2 separate regions of the Rattus norvegicus genome follow, and region 2 is linked to region 1. The links are chromatin contacts, called in public Hi-C maps. All regions are on one chromosome and are shown on one strand. The core of a region is the stretch at or near the end of the contact, and the rest is flanking DNA. Distances in the headings are between cores, read along the strand shown. Region 1 holds the start of Cdkn2aip (CDKN2A interacting protein). Region 2 holds the start of Trappc11 (trafficking protein particle complex subunit 11).

The links. Hi-C and Micro-C count contacts between places; a contact is called where the count stands out from the background.
Region 2: a Hi-C map of hepatocytes shows a contact between it and region 1, with 2.8 times the contacts expected there. The contact joins the promoter of Trappc11 here to the promoter of Cdkn2aip in region 1. A contact is called at or near these places in 1 of 12 Hi-C or Micro-C datasets (hepatocytes) and 1 of 1 datasets of contacts at active chromatin or transcription factors (oligodendrocytes).

What each region holds. Positions count from the first base shown.
Region 1 is chr16:51,264,510-51,272,176 of GRCr8, reverse strand. It overlaps Cdkn2aip (CDKN2A interacting protein), which reads right to left and starts at 3,245. Exons shown (of 3, transcript NM_001014000.1): 1 at 2,652-3,245; 2 at 2,063-2,193; 3 at 1-1,496. The coding sequence starts at 2,902. The coding sequence ends at 166.
Region 2 is chr16:51,463,309-51,470,975 of GRCr8, reverse strand. It overlaps Trappc11 (trafficking protein particle complex subunit 11), which reads right to left and starts at 5,121. Exons shown (of 30, transcript NM_001169115.1): 1 at 4,873-5,121; 2 at 2,226-2,451; 3 at 1,080-1,249. The coding sequence starts at 2,429. It overlaps Rwdd4 (RWD domain containing 4), which reads left to right and starts at 5,258. Exons shown (of 8, transcript NM_001034994.1): 1 at 5,258-5,490. The coding sequence starts at 5,467.

The DNA.
Region 1 (7,667 bases), core at 1,996-4,495:
ATTCATAAATTATTTACAGCTCTACTTTAATGAAGAGAACTAGAATTTAAATTTTCTGCAAAACTGGAAAAAAGCAATATAAAATCTGTGAAAGCCAGTGTTTCATATAAAAGCCAGTTTTTCTCTTCAAACCCCAGGTACTGGATGCAGTGATACCTTGGGGAATCACAGTAATTCTTGAGGATGTTTCAGTGCTGGAGGTAAGTTTACAGGTCTTGATTCTTCATCGAGGAGTACTAGATCTTCTATCTCATTGCCTCTGTACTTCCTTTTACAGATCTTTACCACCACCTTCTTCTTGAGAAATAACTTAAGTGCCTCTCTTGATGCGACTGCTTTTGCATTTTCTTTGCTTTTCCCACAGCCAGTGCCCAAATACACCGATTTACACCTCAATTCACATACAATACTTTCTTGAGAGCTCTTATTTTGAGGCAGATCTGCCAGTTCTTTCAGTGGGACAAAAAACACATCTAGTGTTGCTTTCAGAGCCTCAATAGCTGCATTTAGCAGCTCGCCATGATTCACATTGGGGCTAAAGCCACCAACTGCTACCAACTTCCACGCCACTGTCTTATACAGTCTATTGAAGAAAGGCTGCTTCTGCTTTATGTCTTCATTGGTTAACTTCCGACAAGTGAATTTGACAGAACTCTCACTGGACTGTGAGGTACTTTTAGAAGGCAACTGTGAAGTGCTACTCTGAGAACTACTCTTAGAAGCTAGCTGAGACATGCTTCCTAAGGAAGTGCTTTTGGAAGCCACAGATCCACTGCTCTGGGAGCTGCTTTTGGAAGCTAACAGTGATGCAGCTACCTGAGAAGTCAGTAGTGATGTATTTGTTGAACTGCTCTTGGGCATTAGTAAAGAGGTGCCTGATGAGGAACTGTTTTTAGAAACTGATGATGAAATGTTTGCCTCTGAACTAGCTTTGGTTGTTAACCCACTCGAAGCTGTCTCTGAACTAGACTTACAAGACAGTAATGGCAACTCTACTTCTGAGCTTCCGGAGGAACCCAACAAGGGCACCTCAATCTCTGAGCTGCTCTGAGAAACTGAAACTGAAGAACCTTCCAAAGCATTCTTTCTAGGTGATCCACTATGCTGTCTGGAATCAGTGGATTTCGTCACATGACTATTCAGACTGGATTTTAACAGTGAAGAAACAAAGGATGCTGAACCATGTTTATCTGGAGCTTCTGGCTCAGAAGCTTTTCCAGACCCTGCTGATGTTACCTGAGAGGAATTGCTGCTGCTTTGGCTGCAAACAGATCTATCGCCTTCACTTGTGGAACTATTCTGATGGGAGACACCAGAGTTGCTCCGAGCTGAGGTCCCACTACTCTCTGATTTGGTGGACGACCCCTTGGATCCTGAACTGTTTTCTTGCTGAGCTGAACGATCTGTTTTGGCAGATTTTTTCCCATGATCTCGCTCAACTGAAGAATTGTTTTTTCCTTCTATGGATCGTTTTTTGGATGGCTCTTCTACCCCTTCTAGAAAGAAGAGAAACACAGGTATTTTACTAGGAGTCCCCACAGACATGTCGATCAACAAAACATTCATTTAAAAAGCACAGAGAGCAGGGTGGCAGCACATGCCTTTAATCCTGGCATGCAAGAACCCCGAATTTGAGGCCAGCCTGGTCTACAGAGCAAGTTCCAGGATAGGCTGGGCTACACAGAGAAACCCTATCAAAACAAAACAAAAACAAGCAAACAACAACAACAACAAAAGCACAAAATAATTTCAGAAAGTAGTTTTTCTTAAAGTATGGAACAACTTCATTAATGTATTAAAACAGGTATTGTTAATATTAATTTCTAATATTAAATTAAGAGCATCAGACATCAGACTTGAACATCTAAAACAGTTAAAGTAAATTATCAAATTCAGCACCTAAGACAGACAGAAACACAGTTTACCTTTAACATTTCAGCTAGATTAATACAGCATACACACTCTGGATTGTTAAAAAGAAATTAGTAATGACAATAATTCCTAATTTTATCAAGCTTATTTTCTAAACTCCTATGTATGTTCACATCTATGATCTGCTAACCATTGCTACTCGATATCCCTCTTTTCTTCACCTTGGCAACCAGTTCGTCTCGTGTGGTATGGATTGGAGCATCTGTCACTTTGATGCCTTCAGCCATACTAAGAATTTTATCCATAACTTTTTGAGGGTACCTGAAAAAGAAGCAAAAGTCGCTCTCAAGAAGTGTTTTTCGAAAAGTACTGGCAGTGTGAGGAATGCAGGCCCGCGGAGACTGCATTTCCTGGTCGCGATCAAAGTGTACGAACCGCGAGACAACTTTTGTTTCCCGAGATGCCAGGGACAAATGTCCTAGGGCTCGGGAGGCGGGTCTGTGCCAGGGAACCTTTAAACTCGGTCTCCCTGGCCGAGAACCGTCAGCTATGCGGCAACAACTCCATCTGCCGGGCGCAAACAACCCGGACACCGGCCAACAGTGAGGTCGAGGCTGCCACGGTCGCCCCTCTTGCCTTCCGAGGACCGACAGTGCCACCGATTCCCGCGCTTCCAAAGCGGCCCTCCCTAGCGACTCTGGTCCCCGCGAGCGCGCCTCGCCCAGCGACAGGGGGCGCGGACGAAGCCCGGAAGGCTGGATAGCGACGCTCCCACTCACCGGCACCCTAGGAAGACATGGTTTGCCCAGGCCATGGAGAAGGAGACGAGCTGCTGTAGCTGCCGACTGCGGGCTCCGCTTTCCGCGTCCGCAGTCTCCTCGGTCGCGGGGACCAGGTCCCCGGCATTGCGAAGCAGAAACTCCCGGCGGTGGCGCCAGTGTTTGTCCGTCTCGCCCTCGCAGCGAAGGGTCTCCACCCAGGCGGCTACTCGCGGGTTCTGGCTCAGGTACTCGGATACCTCCTGCGCCATGTTGGGACCCTGCGAGACGAGGAGAGCGCGAGCGCACAGGGCGGAGCGGCGAGCGGCCCTGTCAGCGCGGCCTGCACCGGCGGCCCTCCCGAGAACGCCCCTCCAGAAGCCCAAACACCAAACAACAGAACAAGGCGCCGACGAACCGCCCACTTCCGCCTGCCGCTGGCTCGCTCCCTTTTATAACCTCGCTGCCGCCGCGCACTCGCGCGCCCTTCCGGCGCGAGCGCGTTCTCCCAGGATGCTTTGCAGCGCCCAGCCGCCGGCGACTCAGCGGTTGCGCCCACCTCGGTCGGAGGGCGCGCCCGGCTGAGGCGGAGCCGAGGCGACTGAGGGGCAGGCGTGCCTCCCGCCCTGAGAGGGCGCGCGGCGCCAGTGCGGCAGCCTCAGCGTTCCGGCGGCGCTTTGTGACGCCGGGCTCTGTTTCCGCCCCCGGGCTTGGCGACCGCGGGCGGAACGCGGAGACCTGGCGTCGCGGGAGTCGCCGCTCCGCCTGCGCGTCTCCGCCCTCGGACACTCGCAGTCGCGCGCGGCCAAAATAAACAAAAGCTGGCTTCCATGGCCGCCCTGCCTCAAGAGCTGCTGTGTACCGGGGGAAGTAAACCCAGTGTCCCGAGGCCAGGAAAGTCTCGGGGCGTTTGGGGACGTGGGGATGGATGTCTTGAGCGGCAGGGGCAATAAAAGTACTAAGCACGAATGTAACTTAACCGGCAAGCACAAGCTACTCCTCCAGTTTATTTAAAGCCAGACGACCTTTGCGCCTGCGCCGCACGATCTGGCTTGGTTTCCGCGGTTTCTTAGGTTCCTGGTTCAACCCAGACAATACCTGCTTCCTCTCCCCTAACGTTTTTGGTCCTCAAGCTATAAACAACCCTATGTCAACTGCTTTTAGCTGTTAACGCCGGTAGGACCAAAGTGGAAATGTATCTGCTTATCTCGTCTGCCCGGCCTCTTCCCTCAAGAGCAACTGTGCTTTTGCACTTTTATGTGTTCCATGTTTTTGCTTGCATGTCTGCCTGTGCTTTATGTACATGTCTGATGCCCTTGGACGCAAGAGGGCTATGGATCTGGAGTTGAAGTGATGCGGGATTTTGAGCGCCGTGTGGGTTCTGGGAATTGAACCCAGGTCTTCTTGAAGATCTGCGGGTACGGCGGAGCCAACTCTCCAACCCGTGGTTTTTTAGTTGCTGGTGTGTTTATTAACATTTCCAAGTTTAGTTATATGTATAATATTAGTGAAATCAAAGCATGAGTGTAATAATATGAATAGTGATAAATTATGTGATTGAATTTTCCTCCAATAGATGTTTGCGTTTCTGTTGTGAGAATGCTTAAATCAGAATGATTGGGGTTGGGGATTTAGCTCAGTGGTAGAGCGCTTGCCTAGGAAGCGCAAGGCCCTGGGTTCGGTCCCCAGCTCCGAAAAAAAAAAACAAAAAAACAAAAAAAACAGAATGATTAAGGAAAAAAATTAAGTCATTTTGTTACTAAACTTTGACAGTTATAAGCCTGTGCCCTAACACGATTCTGCTTCAATTAGCCAATTAGAAGATTCACATTAGTGGGAAGCAGGTAAAGACCTTTAAAGAGACCACACAGGCAAGGGGAGACAAAGACGGCTGCAGTGTGCACTCTGGAGCAGAGGCAGGCGGATCTCTGAGTTGAGGCCAGCTTGGTCTACAGAGCTAGTTCCAGGACTACACTAAGAAACCGTTTTCCAAACCCTGCCCCCTCCCGCTAGATGAAGAGAGGAGAGGAAGGGGGGGTGTGGAGACAGGAGGAGAAGGGGGAGGGGAGAGGAGAGTAGGAAAGAGGATGAGAGAGAAAAACAGAGAGAGAGAGAGAGAGAGAGAGAGAGAGAGAGAGAGAAATGAGGGAGATGGATACTGACACCCACCCGACCCCAAGTGAGTCTTTCAGACCCTGAAATGAGATTCACGTTTAAATAAAAGGCTAGGGATGTGGACATTTAAGATATGAGTCATCACAAATGGGATCTCATAAAACTGCAAAGCTTCTGTAAGGCAAAGGACACTGTGGTTAGGACAAAACGGCAACCAACAGATTGGGAAAAGATCTTTACCAATCCTACAACAGATAGAGGCCTTATTTCCAAAATATACAAAGAACTCAAGAAGTTAGACCGCAGGGAAACAAATAACCCTATTAAAAAATGGGGTTCAGAGCTAAACAAAGAATTCACAGCTGAGGAATGCCGAATGGCTGAGAAACACCTAAAGAAATGTTCAACATCTTTAGTCATAAGGGAAATGCAAATCAAAACAACCCTGAGATTTCACCTCACACCAGTGCGATTGGCTAAGATCAAAAACTCAGGTGACAGCAGATGCTGGCGAGGATGTGGAGAAAGAGGAACACTCCTCCATTGTTGGTGGGGTTGCAGACTGGTAAAACCATTCTGGAAATCAGTCTGGAGGTTCCTCAGAAAATTGGACATTGAACTGCCTGATGATCCAGCTATACCTCTCTTGGGCATATACCCAAAAGATGCCTCAACATATAAAAGAGACACGTGCTCCACTATGTTCATCGCAGCCTTATTTATAATAGCCAGAAGCTGGAAAGAACCCAGATGCCCTTCAACAGAGGAATGGATACAGAAAATGTGGTACATCTACACAATGGAATATTACTCAGCTATCAAAAACAACGAGTTTATGAAATTCATAGGCAAATGGTTGGAACTGGAAAATATCATCCTGAGTGAGCTAACCCAATCACAGAAAGACATACATGGTATGCACTCATTGATAAGTGGCTATTAGCCCAAATGCTTGAATTACCCTAGATCCCTAGAACAAACGAAACTCAAGACGGATGATCAAAATGTGAATGCTTCACTCCTTCTTTAAATGAGGAAAAAGAATACCCTTGGCAGGGAAGGGAGAGGCAAAGATTAAAACAGAGACTGAAGGAACACCCATTCAGAGCCTGCCCCACATGTGGCCCATACATATACAGCCACCCAATTAGACAAGATGGATGAAGCAAAGAAGTGCAGACCGACAGGAGCCGGATGTAGATCGCTCCTGAGAGACACAGCCAGAATACAGCAAATATAGAGGCGAATGCCAGCAGCAAACCACTGAACTGAGAATAGGTCCCCTATTGAAGGAATCAGAGAAAGAACTGGAAGAGCTTGAAGGGGCTCGAGACCCCAAAAGTACAACAATGCCAAGCAACCAGAGCTTCCAGGGACTAAGCCACTACCTAAAGACTATACATGGACTGACCCTGGACTCTGACCCCATAGGTAGCAATGAATATCCTAGTAAGAGCACCAGTGGAAGGGGAAGCCCTGGGTCCTGCTAAGACTGAACCCACAGTGAACTAGTCTATGGGGGGAGGGCGGCAATGGGGGGAGGGTTGGGAGGGGAACACCCATAAGGAAGGGGAGGGGGGAGGGGGATGTTTGCCCGGAAACCGGGAAAGGGAATAACACTCGAAATGTATATAAGAAATACTCAAGTTAATAAAAAAAAAAAAAAAAAAAAAAAAAAAAAAAAAAAAGAAAATAAATCACCAAAGAATAAGAAAAAAAAAAAAAAAAAAAAAAAAAAAAGATATGAGTCATCAAACAGCGGCATTGTCCAGGCCTGAGTCTCCGAGGCGAGGTGGCTAAACTGTGGTCAGAACTTGAAATCTTTTTCAAGAAGACAAAGTCCCATTAGCTGGAGCCTTTTACTTCTAAGATTTTGGGGGGAAATTCTCATTTTTTAAGGGTCCATTGTTTGAATAGTCTAATAAGAGAGTAAGAGGGGCTGGGGATTTAGCTCAGTGGTAGAGCGCTTACCTAGGAAGCGCAAGGCCCTGGGTTCGGTCCCCAGCTCCGAAAAAAAAAAAAAAAAAAAAAAAAAAAAAGAGAGTAAGAAGCAGGAGCCTTTTAAATTACCTTCATTTCAGCCCAGCCAGTCACCCCAAGCCAAGATCTATGAGCTTGAGGCCAGCCTGGTTAACAAAGTGAACAGGAACAGCCAGGGCTACACAGAGAAAGCCTGTCTGGAAAAAAAAAAAAAAACAAAAAACAAAACACTTTAAAAAAATTTCTTTTTCTACCAGGCAGTTACAATGTTAGATGACACTGAATAAGCAGAAATGCTGTCTTTTAAAATTTATATACATGCTGGAGCAATAAGAACCAGCTTCATGAAAACACTGCCTTCCTTGCCATACCAGAAGAGGCTACAACAGCAGGCCAAAAACCGTTTTTTGGAAGCTTCAATCTTGCTCTCCTATTCCTTTTATAGTTAAGACCTGAAATGTAAAGGCTATAGAAGCATTTGGCAAGGGGTTCAGAAGAAAATATGATTTCATAGCTAGGTGACATTGGTAAATTGTTTATTTGTGACAGATTTCTCAGTGTAACTGAGCCCTCGATGTCCTGGACTTGCTTTGTAGACCAGGCTGGTCTCCAGCTCACATGATCTGCCTGCATCTGCCTCTCCAAGTGCTAGAATTAAAGGCATGTGTCACCATATCTGGTGACACTGGTAAATTTTCAAAACAAGATATTTTTCTCTTGCTGCCCTGTGTCTTCCTTCTGACTAGCTTCAAGGCCATGGCAGAAAATCAAATAGAACATTTTCTTTTCTCTCCCTTTTCCCTCTCTCCCTTCCTTTCTTTCTCCCTCCCTCCCTCCCTCTCTCCTTCCCTTCCCTTTCTTTCTTCCCCTTCCTTCCTTCCTTCCTTCCTTCCTTCCTTCCTTCCTTTCTTTCTTTTCTTGACATGGTTTCTCTCTGTAGCC
Region 2 (7,667 bases), core at 3,872-6,371, 200 kb before region 1:
CCTTTTCACAGTGATACATTATCATCTGGAATAATTATCTTAGAATGACACATGATAAAGCAAGTCTTATGGGAACCAGTGAAACACTCGGAGTGTAGAGTGCCTGTCTTGTCAACTGGCAACCTAAGTTAGAGCCCCAAACGCATGTGAAGTTGAAGGAGGGAATCAACCCTCCACGGCTGCCCTTGGGCCCCCACACATCATGGCACATATGAACACAAAAACAAACCATGTACATAAACAACGATAAACAATGTCTGGGCTGGAGAGATGGCTCAGCGGTTAAGAGCATCCGACTACTCTTCCAGAGGTCCTGAGTTCAATTCCCAGCAACCACATGGTGGCTCACAACCATCTGTAAAGAGATCTGATGCCCTCTTCTGGTGTGTCTGAAGACAGCTACAGTGTACTTATATATAATAAATGAATAAATCTAAAAAAAAAATAAAAATAAAAAAAAAAAAAACAATGTCTAAGTGTTATGAAAGCTGTAGAGATGGCTCAGCATTTAAGAGCTCTTGCTGTCCTTCCAAAGGACCAGAGTTCAATTCCTAGCAACCACTATGGTGTGGTCCACAACAGCCTACAACTCCAGCTCCTGGGGATGTGATGCTTTTTTCTAAGTCTCCACAAACTCCAGGATACATATGCACACACACATATTCACTTGAACACACATACATATGTATACACATACACAAATAAATAATAAAATATATCTTTTAAAAAAAAAAGTCCTTTGAGAAAAGTATCTTATGGGGCCTGATATAAATTGTTATCTCTCAAGAGATCATAGTATAAGATAAAAATTTGGAACTCCAGGCCAACTTGCCTTCACAATTTCTTCACATCCTTGGCATTACTATCACCTCTTAGAAACAGAATGAGTTTAGAGGTTAACACTCTCAGAGTAACCATTACAGTTTAAACACTATTCGGTTACTTCCAAAAAGTGTTTGTGAATAGGGTTGAGAGTACGGTTCAGGGTTCAGTGCTGGCCTTGAACACAAGGCCGGCAACCACAAACACGTAAGCCCTGGAGAACAGAGCAGAGGTCTGCAAGCCTGACAGAGCCATACCTGACAATCTCCACCCTGGTGGCACACTCAGATTGCTTTTCCTTCCACTGAGGCTCGTCCCAGTCCAGTTCATAGAACACGACCACCAGCGCTGGCACGAGGTTCAGATGCTTATTCATCCAGCCGGTCTTTAGGATTCCTTTAGGAATGTACCACTCATACGAAGTTCTCTGCCAACCGTGACGAAAAAGTTAGCTGACGAGAAAAGCAGCAGATGCCACCCCCAGAGTGCCAGGCACGTCACATTTGTTTGCTTCACTCAGTACGCACACTACCTGTTATTAAGACGGGACAGTCAACCCATCAGATATTAATAAAAGCTCTGAGTGTCTAAGTCAGAGTGGAACCTGAACCACACAAACACTACACTTCCCATGGAAGGAAGAATGGCCAGAGCAAAAAAATAAAAGTCTCGATAATGCCAAGGACCTCGGCTCCTGTAAAAAGTATTCAGCCATTTTCTAGGTCTGCTTCTACACTTTCCCATCTGATTTCTGCTCCTGTAAAATAGTAAAATGATCTAAGATCCACTATGCCTTCATTTGTTCACGTACTGCCGTGACAGCATCTTACTGTGGATAAAATAAAAATGCTTTAGAAAACAGGTGAAGCTGAACCTAACCACAAAGGCCATGGACTCCAAACGCAGCTGGCAGTGATGAATGGGTAATGCGGCTTCTTCCTTTTGAGAAGACTGTTAACGTTATGGACACGTGGGGGTATTTTAATGAAAAGGAAAGGGGGGTAGATAGAAAGGACACTTTCTGCAAAGCCTAAAAGTTCCTGAGTTCAATTCTCAGAACCCACACTGCAAATTGTCATCAGACTTGCGCACACAAACATACACACACACACACACACACACACACACACACACAAAAACATGCACACTAGATACATTTTTAAAAAAAAAAATGTAGGCTCAAGTACAGAAAGCATTGCGACTAGTGCTCATGAGGCTAAAAGTGAGTGTTATTAAACATGCGCATACATTCCACAGTGTATGAAATACCTGTTCTTCCTTAGGCACATGGTAACCTTTGCCCTGATAAACTCAGGGGATTCCAGTACACATAACTGGAGCAGGATTGAAAGGAAGAAGAGGACAGGGGCTATGAATGAATGCAAGTGACCCTATGTCATTACCTTTGATCTACATTTTGGGTATTCATGGTCACCTGGGAGCACTTTGAAAGAAATTGGTACCCGGTCAGCTCTCCGATTGGCACAGAAAGCATCCCAGACTGCTCGATGGACAGCATTATACACCACATCAAGGCCAGTAAGTGTAACAAAAGCCATAGGCCGGCAACATAACTCCACAGGGAAGTCCCACTGTGTGGGGCTCATGTTTAAGACGTCACAGAAAACTCTGAAATACAAATGTTAAGATAGCCATAATTAGTTTTAAAAACCAACATCAGTATCTAATTATAAACATTGCAAAAAGACAAAAGGCTCTGCATATACACAGTCAAGCAAATAGAAGAGAGCAGATGAAAACTCTAATTACTAAGTCAGACATTAAAATTACTAATTGCACTGCTGTTAGAAAAGGTTGTACTCAATTTTCAGACAAATTCTCTATTTCAATAATCTTTCAAAATGTCTATTAAAGTGTGGAATGAACAGACTAAGAAAGCAGATTAAGTGAAAAATTAAAACAGATCCAGCCTGGCGCATGCTAGCACATGCTGTAATCCCACAGCTCAGGAGGCTGACACAGGAGGATCAAGTGTTCAAGATGGACTGGTATAAAATAAATTTTTATTAAGAAGAATATTCAAGCCATATATGTGCCCTGTATCAACAATAATCAATAAAATTAAAAAAATAGTTATTGACTTACATATATAAAAAATCCAACTTTCTCAAATTTCTTTGGAATTACAATTATCTAATTTCTCAGCACTTAGAATATAATTCTAATTTAATAGCTGCTTTTCTGATTTTCATAACATAGCATGAAAATCAATAGATAAAGGAAAATCTCTAAAAAAAAAAAAAGACACTGGAAATGAACGGAAATCCCTAGGACACGTTTGTATGGCATCCTTTAGCTGAGTCTACAATAAATGCAGTTATGAACTGACTTTAGAAAATCACTGTATAAAAATGTGCTTATTCCAAACAAAAGTGTCACAATATTTTTAGAGTAATTTCTTATTTCTGAAAGGATTTATCATATGCTTCTTTAAAGAAGGGACTGTCATCATCACATGATACAAAATGCAAGGCCAACTCTGGGAAAATTTTAGTGTCAAATGCCACTTGATCCCTAAAATGTGGATTGTTTCTAACTGGAAAGTTAACGACCTTTACTAATAGCGACCTCCTGCTCAAATGCTAAGGAGCAATGGATAGTGAAACATTTGGAAAGCTTGACAGAAATGATGCATCTACAACATAAGCTTGCAGAGTTGCTTTAAAAGACGTTTGGGAAGGGCTGTGCTATATGGGCGAAGAAATCCACTGCTTCTGGGGAACTGAAAATGAGCAAAACAGAAGCAGTCAAAATATAATATGGCTTCCATATCTGCCTAATACCAAACATTCTAGACAAGTGTGTGAACGGAGCATTTCCCTTGATAATCTTAAGAGGCTCAAAAGAAATAGCTGTGGCCCTTGAATATTGAATGGATACAGGCGGAGAGTAGAAATAACCTTTTAAAATAAAGTTTTTAAATTAGTACTGCCTAAGAGGCATATAGTACGAATCACAAAAATAATGTCAAAATTCCCAACAGTTATGTTAGAAGGTAAAGGAGGAGTTGGTTCAGAAAGCAAACTCCTGAAAACCCAGCATTCGGGAGGCAGAGGCAGGAGGACTATTCAAATTCCCAGTCCATAGGGCAATTTCAGGGCAGCCAGGGCTATGGAGATCTCAAAGAGAGTCCCCCACCCACCCGGCAAAAAAGAAATAGAAAGATGGGGGATTTTAGACATATTCTATTTTAGCCGAAAATATTTCCCAAACATCGTAAGTAACCCATGAACTTGTAAAAACCTATTTGTGTATCGTCTTCAAACCCAAACCCTGTGTGTATTGTACAGGAACAGCACGCCTCAGTTCAGATTAGCCGATTTCAAGTGTCTATAGCCCCTTCTTGGCTACTGACAGTGTAGCTCTTGATTACTGCAAATCTGTTCCAACAACATCATGAAAACTGCACCAGCCATCCCTGCCTTATTCTACCTTACAAGCGTTGGCACTTGCAATGGTCCTGCCTATGCTGTAGGGAAATTTAAAAAGGGATGGTACAGGACAAGTGCTGACTGAATAGATTTCAATGACACACAGGAAATAAATCGCTTCCTGGAAAATAATGGAGTAACTATTGTCAATATATGTCAAGCAAACTATTGACAGGGAGGGAACATATAAAAGTACAAAGTAAGTGCTCAGCACCAGATCACCTGGTTAGTGCAAGCTATCGTAGAAGAGAAACAAGCTAACTCAATCAAAGTAACTACTAAAGAAGACGGATATCAATAAACAGGTGGTTCGGGATGCAAGACACGGGCTAGCAAGCAAGGATTGACAGACGCCCACCTGCAAAAAGATCAAATGAACGAAAAGACTGTCCCTAGGGTCGCAGCATTCGACGCTAGTAGCTGCAACTGGGCAAGGAGAATAACCTCAAAGTCCTAGAAACTGACAATTTTCCTCCACCATTCCCACCTCGCTAGAAATAAGTGCGTTCTTCTTTGCAGGTGAAGGAGAAACGCCAAGGGGACACTCAGGCCACTAAACCAGTCGGGATGGCCTGGAAGGTTTCTGGGCTCAACTCACCCAGGCCCTGGACCCGCTGCAGCCGCGGCGAGTCTCCGTCGGCCCCGAAAGAGCCAGGAGAGTCAGGGAGGGGCGTCTAGGAACACGGCCACCGACAACCGACAGCCCCAGCCCCAGACCGGGCGGCAGAAGGCGAGACTTCCTTTTCCCCGCCTCCGTTGGCACAGGAAGCACTTCCTGGGCTTGAGTGACAGTACCGCACACCAGTCCTGGAATAGAACGGGGTTTCTTGTTAGGAAGGTGTTCCATTTCCTAGAGGAGAAGGAGTTGGGGGCGGAAAAAGAAGAAGCCAATAGGAGAAGCGATCGTGAGAGGGGGCGGGGCTTCCTCGTTACCGCCCATCAGTAGCTGGTCAGAGGTCTAGGTGTCCCTTAACGTGATCCTGGTTCCCGATTGCACTTAACGCGATCCTTGGTTCCCGGCCCAAAGCCGATTGCCGGTGGCTTGGAGCTGCCGAGGATCGGGAGTGCGCGAGGTCGTACCCACGGCTGCAAGGAAGGTTTCCCTAGACCGAGGCGCGGAAACGGGGTGCCTCGGCCTCCCGCCCGCTGCCCGCCCGTTCTTCGCGGTAGCGAACGCCGAGCGCCCGGAGCGATGGGTGCCAACGAGGATCAGGAGGTGAGAACCCAGGACTGGTCACCTCTGTCTCGGCCCAGGTCCCAACGTGGTGCACCCGGACTTCGCACATGTCCTTCGCTCTGAGAGCCTTCATTGCCTGTCCGGATGTCCCACGTTGGTGGATCGCCTGCCAGATAGCACTGGACAACCGTATGGCCAGCAAGCATGAATGGATCACGTGAGACTAAACCTCCCGTTTCCCTTATTTGTCTTTTTTTTTTTTTTTCAACCCGAAGGTCTCCTTAGATTTTCTTGCTAAGATGAGTGTCCTTGGTCCACGACCCTAGTGCACTTGGCCATCCTTAAATCCCTTTTGTGGCTTAGCGCTTGTGTGTCCAGTTATTCTGTCTTAAAATCTGAACACCTTTAAATTTTAAAACTTGTGGTTTCGTAGAAAGGGTTGAGTAAGTAAAATCTCTGGAGAAAAATGAATGACCCTGTGTTTTGGTTTCAGTCCCTGATGCTTAGTGAAGTCTGCAGTCATTCTGTTGTTGAGTAGATATACAATGTTTTGAGCATCCACATATCAATCCTAATCTTGTAGTTTGTGCTTTGGGTTTTGTTGGTAATGGTGGTGGTGGTGGGTTTTTTTTGTTTGTTCGTTTTGCAAAATATATTGGTATAGACTCGGAAGGAATAGGTACTATAAATTATTTGTCATTTTTTTTTTTTTTTGGTTCTTTTTTTTTTCGGAGCTGGGGACCGAACCCAGGGCCTTGCGCTTCCTAGGTAAGCGCTCTACCACTGAGCTAAATCCCCAGCCCAAATTATTTGTCATTTAACTTTCTAACTCTATAATGTGTCCAGGTGAGAAAGCAAAGTGTCAACAGTGCTCGAGCACCCTTGGGCGGTTTGGTGAGTGTGGTAGAATAAGGATTAGAAGATAAATCTCTAGGTGGTCGCCTTTAATCCCAGGATTTCGGGAGGCAGCAGGCAGGCCGATTTCAGAGTTTGAGACTAACCTGGTTCAAAGGAGTAGTTCCAGAAATCCCATCCCATAGAAAAAAAATCTTATGTCGCAGTAGACTCCTTGTATAGTAGTAGAGATGTAGTAATTTGCTGTTTATTTTGACTGTGTTCCTTAAAATGTTCTGACAATGTAGATGTTAAAAGAAGCTAGGTTACAAATACTCCATAAAGGACCCCAACATCCATAGGGTAATTGGTATCTGAATATCCTGCTAAAATATTCCTGCCAGTTCATGGACTTGACTGATGGTTCATCATCATGGCTGGTAGCTGACTCCACCTCAGACCTAAAGAATCTGAGACCAAATTCCTGGCAGGGGTTACTAATTAGCAAAATTACTGTGCCAGCATCCAGGAACCTTTGATTTCAACAGTGAAGTTTTATTCTTCCTCATGATAGGTGTCTGGATCTTTGAAGATAGTTTCCTGCCCAGTTTTGAAGATGCTGGCTTTGAAAATAAAATGAAACAACAAAAAAAGAGACATCATATGTCTCCAGTTCACTTTTGTTCACTTATCTTAGTTCCTTTGCTGTCCTGATTTGAGTGTGTGAACTGAATCTCCGTTTGCTTCTGCTGAAACTGTTGCCTCACACTGTCTTCTGATTTACTGTCTGTCAACATCCCCTGAGTGCTTTATACAATAACAGTTCATCCTTCATCCTCTACTTTGATATTTAGGTATTAGATGCAATTTTAATGTAATATTTAATGTAATAATGTTAATATTTACCCTGTTAAGTATATCATAGCTTTATTTAAAAGTACTTCATCTTAATTCTTTCATTGTCATGATTCGTTTTCTCATCAATCATCATCCACACATTTTATCAAGCCTGTCTTCTCTTTTTGTTCCTGCCCAAGTTATTAATTAAAGTATGGAAAGGGGTTATGGCTGAAGTTACATTCTTGAATCCAGTTTGGATTTCTGTGTTTTTCTTTGTTGTTTTGTATTGTTTTTGTTCTGATCTGTAAAGGGAGCCTTGCTGAAATCTAAAGAGATCGAGTCTGGTGCTTTTCTTGAAAGTACACGATCACTCTGAGAAGGGGTATTTAGCTATATCTTGTAATGCTTGCTGGACCCTAAGGATTCTGAGCTCTTATGCCCTGTTTCTTTATGATCTAATCTAAAATTCATACACGGAGAGTAAATCAAGGTCCCCCTCTCTAATCTGTAGGATTAATGACATCAATCTTTTTGCAAATGAA